Regions from separate parts of the Sus scrofa genome. Here region 1 is linked to region 2. Evidence: chromatin contacts called from public HiChIP or PLAC-seq data. All regions are on one chromosome and are shown on one strand. Each heading gives the region's core, a stretch centred on a gene start, on an enhancer-like site or on the middle of the called end of the contact. The rest is flanking DNA. Distances are from core to core; before and after follow the strand shown. Region 1 holds the start of MLH1 (mutL homolog 1). Region 2 overlaps LRRFIP2 (leucine-rich repeat flightless-interacting protein 2).

Region 1 (2,700 bases), core at 81-2,580, 190 kb before region 2:
TGGCATTTATGATCTGATTAACATCCACATCGTAGGAGCTCAACAGTTCCAAGTGAAGAAACCCCGAATAATGGATAACATTCCAACAGTTGGGGCTTACAGCCTTTTCTCTCATGTATGACACCAGCCCTGAGTTCTCACCAATCATCCTCAGAGTGTGGGTCGTGGTCAGTCCAACCATCCGCTGCAGGCTAAGCCCTGCAGTTTGCAGGGCCTCAAGGATTGCCGCCATGAGGGCACCAACACTGAAGTGCTGAGTCAGGTTGATGATGGTCAGAAGCTCTTCCTGCACCTCTAAATCGTGGCCCACGCCGCGGACAAAGACGAGGAGGTAGTTCTCATAGGCCACAAAAGCCTGGTCGTCCAACGCAAGGGAATAGGCCTTAAAGTCCTTGGCTCGGTTAAAAAGCTGACTGCGTAGATTCTGGTTAATGTCTAGGACCCTCTGCTGCGTGATCTCCGGAGATAAATCAATGCCATCCATAACGCCTACGTGATCAGGCAGCACATCTCTGAGCATCACCTCCATGCACCGGTACACGAAGTCCCCCTCACCCCAGCCGCGACCCTTCAAGGCCAAGAGGCGGGTGAGCCCGAGGCCTGCACGAGCAGCTCTCTCCTCCGGGGTGAGCGGGGCGGCATCGGGCAAGTCGCCCTGACGCAGACGCTCCACCAGGGCCGCGCGCTCGCCCTCCGCCACATACCGCTCGTAGTAATCGTGCTCCGCCTCGTAGTGGTGCCTGACATCGGGTTCGCCATTGGCTACGACCAGGCGGCGACAGACCAGGCACAGGGCGCCTTCGCCTTCCGGAGGCTCCACAACCAGGTAACGCTGAGTCCACTCGGCCTGGAAACCCCGAGGCTCCTCGATTTCCATTTTGCTCCTCTTGGGCGTCATCCACATCTCACGGGAGACCACTGGATCTGGGCCGACCTCCCGGAGGCCGCAAGGAGAGGGGAGGAGCAGGAGCGATCCCCAAGCGCCAACTCCGCTCTGCGCCAGATCACCCCAGCTGGGGAAACCACTGGGGTTCCGGCACCTTGATTCCTATTGGCTGGAGATTTCGTATTCCCCTGCCGCAAGCATGAGCCAATAGGAAGAGCGGACACTGATTTTTAGCGCGCAGGCGCATATCCTTCTCGCTGCAAAGTGCACTAAAGCCGCCTAAGGAGGGCTAAGAGAACAGGAATCATGGAGCTAAGAACTTGACTGGCATTCAAGATGCCCAATCAGTACCTCTCTGTCCCGGAAGTGGTGTTGCCGCTAGAGGGCGGGACGGGACGGCGTCAGCAGTGTTGCTGGAAGGATGTGGGTGCGAAGCTCTAAGGAGATTGGCTGAAAGCCCTTCCAGTGAGCGTCTCACCGTTACACGGCCTGCTCTGGCGCCAAAATGTCGCAGGTACCGGGAGTTATCCGGCGGTTGGACGAGACAGTGGTGAACCGCATCGCGGCAGGGGAGGTTATCCAGCGGCCGGCTAATGCCATTAAGGAGATGATTGAGAACTGGTACGAAGGGAGGAGTCCAGGCTTCCTTAGAACCTAACGGGCCACTGCTCAGGATGGCGCGGACACGCCTCTCTGCCCTGAGTGGAGGGGTGTGCCGCGCGCCGCCGCCGCGGGGAGGCCGGGGTCCTGCCTTCCTCTCTCCCGGGTCCTCGAGCGTCCCTTCGAGACTTTAGGGTTGATGGGGGCACAAAGAGAGGGCGATACAGTATTGTTTTAATGGTGCCATCAACTAAGAGAAATTCTAAAATTATATGTGCAGAAGATGCAACTTTTTAAACGTTTAAAAAGCTTTTTACATTTAAGAAGAAAAAACACCCCTCTCTTCATCCTTCAGAGGGCGTCAGTTTCTTGCTTATTCTGTATACATTCAGAAGTACAATTCCTTTTTAATTTTTTTTTTCTTCTCGGGCCGCTCCCGCGGCATATGGAGGTTCCCAGGCTTGGGGTCCAATCGGAGCTGTAGCTGCCGGCCTACGCCAGAGCCACAGCAACGCGGGATCTGAGCCGCGTCTGCTACCTACACCACAGGTAGGTAGCAGACGCGTCTGCTCACAACAACACCAGATCCTTAACCCACTGAGCAAGGCCAGGGATGGAACCCGCAACCTCATGGCTCCTAGTCGGTTTCGTCAACCCCTGAGCCACGATGGGAACTCCTGAATTTTATTTTATTTTATTTTATTTTTTAATTTTATTTATTTTATTTTATTTTTTTTACTTTATTTATTTTATTTTATTTTTTATTTTATTTTATTTTATTTTACTTTATTTTATTTATTTATTTTATTTTATTTAATTTTATTTTTTTATTTTATTTATTTTATTTTATTTATTTTATTTTATTTTTGCCATTTCTTGGGCCGCTCCCAGGGCATATGGAGATTCCCAGGCTAGGGGTCTAATGGGAGCTGTAGCTGCCGGCCTACGTGCCAGAGCCACAGCAACGCAGGATCCGAGGGGCGTCTTCGACTTACAACATAGCTCACGGCAATACCGGGATCGTTAACCCACTGAGCAAGGGCAGGGATCGAACCTGCAACCTCATGGTTCCTAGTTGGATTTATTTCCACTGCGCCACAATGGGACATTTTATGAGGGTCTTTTAAGAACCTGAGGCTGAGTAAAGTTTGTGAAACAGGTAGTAGAATTAGTTGAGAATTAGGTAAGAAAGAGGCATATGTTAAGTAGTCCCA
Region 2 (2,700 bases), core at 175-2,674:
CCTGTAAGTTTTTATTAACAGAGAAAAATTCTTGAAAATTTTTGGGTTTCCCTGAAGACCTCTATAATTCCTTTCACTATGTAACTCACCGACTAGAAAAAAAAAAATAATGGTGACATGATGTACTTTGATATCAGAAATGAAGATGTCAACATTTTCCTTCTCTCGAGCCACATTGCTCAGGTTTGGGTAGCTTAAACCTATCTTAGATAGAAAGACAAAATTATGCCCTAAAAGGTTAGGCAAGATAACGATTAGGCTCATAAAAGGAAGAAGACAACAAGATATAATGTGATACAAGTACAGGAGTTCCCGTCGTGGCGAAGTGGTTAATGAATCCGACTAGGAACCATGAGGTTGCGGGTTCGGTCCCTGCCCTTGCTCAGTGGGTTAACAATCCGGCGTTGTCGTGAGCTGTGGTGTAGGTTGCAGACGCGGCTCGGATCCCACGTTGCTGTGGCTCTGGCCGGCTGGTGGCTACAGCTCCGATTGGACCCCTAGCCTGGGAGCCTCCATATGCTGCGGGAGCGGTCCAAGAAATAGCAAAAAGACAAAAAAAAAAAAAAAAAAGAAATCACTAATAAAATAACCTCCCAGAAGTAAGGACATGAGTTGCCAGATTCCAAGTGCCTATAGAATGTGCAACTCAAGTCCTGAGTCCATACCGAGGTATTCCATAGTGACATACGATAGTTAATTTCAAACATAGGGGAACGGATGATTTTATAAGCTTCTAGGGGTGGAAAAAAATCAGGTTACATGTAAAAGGATTAACAATTAGAATGGCTTCAGTTTTTTTTTGTTTTTTTTTTTGTCTTTTTCGGGCCGCACCCTTGGCATATGGAGGTTCCCAGGCTAGGGGTCCAATCGGAGCTGTAGCTACCAGCCTATGCCAGAGCCACAGCAACGCGGGATCTGAGCCACGTCTAGGATCTACACCACAGCTCAAGGTAACACCAGATCCTTAACCCACTGATCGAGGCCAGGGATCGAACCCGCAACCTCATGGTTCCTAGTCGGATTCGTTTCCACTCTGCCACAACAGGAACTCCTAGAATGGCTTCAGCCTTTTAAAACAAAAGCAATTATGGCAACAAGAAGACACTAGAATGATGCCTTTGAGTTCATGAAAGAAAATTACAGACAACCTGTAAGCAGCCTATGTCCAGCCATACTGTTCTATTCTCATACTTGAGTATTAAAGACACTTCAGACATGCCAGTTCTCAAAAATTTACCTCTTACACCCTTTGTTAATAAGTTATTAGAAGACGCATCTCCTCAAATAAAATAAAAACCAAAAGGGAGAGAATTTAGCATACAGGGAATAAATTCAACACAGAAGAGGCAAAGTGGACTGATCCCCAGCAAGGGTTATAGACATCCCAGGAAGAAAGCTACAGATGGAAGCAATGTGATTCAAGAGACACAATAGAGGGCTGTCACCACCCACATCCCCACAGCCATTGAGACTTCTTTTTAATGAGAGCTGAGCTGGTCTAGGTCTTTATCTGAATTTAGTCAGTGTTGACCCCATGTTGATGAAGTTCCCGGTGTCCCATCCCTGTCTGCCTAGATTGGCTGAGGACATACGTTACACTACAGATATATTTTGCTTTTACCTATTCCTAATGGCTAGAGCATGAAGAGCTTAGAAAGAGCAGTGTACTTCCCCAACCATATTTCTTCCACGTATTTAGTACCTTGTAGAGACTTCAGCTCTGCCAGGTGCCCTGACTGTGATGAGTTTTATGGTTTCCCAGGACTCATCAGCAAACTTTCCCAAGGACTTAACAGACCAGACTCAAGGAAGTCACTGTTCAGCTTATCTTCTCCTGCGAGCCTTCATTTAAACAGTGGTAATATGGACTCTTCTGTTCATCACTATGTTTATACTTGCCATTCAGTTTTTCAAAACTGTTGAAAAAATGATACTGCTTAAGGTTACATACTATGGTAGAAATTGACCTTCTGTTCACCAAGTCATTTCCCTTTATTGCCCATGGCTATGCTGTATTTCATAATCTTTCTTGCATTAAGTGCAGCCATTTGACTGAATTCTGACCAAAGGTGACAGATGTATTAGTCCAGGCCCATCAAACTTTCCACGGAATCTACCATATTCCCTCTCTTTGCCCTTGAATCTGCCAGCCAGATGCAGAGAGCTCAGTGAAAAGTGTGAAAGTCTCTGAGCCTCAGGGAACAGCAGAGTCACTAGATGAAAGGAGCCCGAGTCCGAGGGTGACTTTGTGGAATCAACATCTCCTTTGCCAGTGCTTTCCAACTCACAGAAGAGAAACAGGCTTTAACATGTTAAACCACTGAAACTTGGGGGTTGTTTGTTAGGGTAGGCTAGCCTAATTTGACTGACAGACACAAAAAGTTGATCAAACTGTTGTTTCTCAAAATTAAACCACATATTGATTAGGAATACACATTTAGAGAGAGATCTGGGACTGCAGGGTTAGGCAGAGAATGGTCCCAAAAGAGGGATTAACATGTAAAATGGGATTATAATTACCTGGAGGGGAAAAAGATGCCATTTGAGGTTATTTACAAGAAACTACCAGGATACTGTAATGTTCAATTTCTTGGCCTATGTAGTGAGACTGCAGATGCTCATTTTATTATTCTTCCCGAAACTTTTTTGTTTTCTATTTATCTATACATACTTCACAAGTAAACCACTAATTATTTTGCT

What was found. HiChIP or PLAC-seq counts read pairs in DNA pulled down with a chosen protein or histone mark.
Region 1: a contact with region 2 is called in an H3K27ac HiChIP or PLAC-seq map of alveolar macrophages. The contact joins the promoter of MLH1 here to the enhancer-like site in region 2. A contact is called at or near these places in 2 of 5 promoter capture datasets (fetal liver and liver), 4 of 47 Hi-C or Micro-C datasets (alveolar macrophages, embryonic fibroblasts, heart right ventricle and 1 more) and 2 of 2 datasets of contacts at active chromatin or transcription factors (alveolar macrophages and skeletal muscle).

The regions. Positions count from the first base shown.
Region 1 is chr13:21,876,350-21,879,049 of Sscrofa11.1, reverse strand. MLH1 (mutL homolog 1) reads left to right here and starts at 1,330. Exons shown (of 19, transcript NM_001172367.1): 1 at 1,330-1,507. The coding sequence starts at 1,392. EPM2AIP1 (EPM2A-interacting protein 1) reads right to left here and starts at 1,187. Exons shown (of 2, transcript XM_005652390.3): 1 at 1-1,187. The coding sequence starts at 904.
Region 2 is chr13:21,683,140-21,685,839 of Sscrofa11.1, reverse strand. The region is part of intron 1 of LRRFIP2 (leucine-rich repeat flightless-interacting protein 2); the gene reads right to left. Among named protein-coding and RNA genes, the nearest start is that of LRRFIP2, 18 kb to the right of the region's middle. Within about 2 kb of position 1,424, at least 3 of the 83 cell types and tissues checked have an H3K27ac peak or open chromatin away from gene starts, as enhancers often do. A contact at or near this core is called in alveolar macrophages, where this site is marked.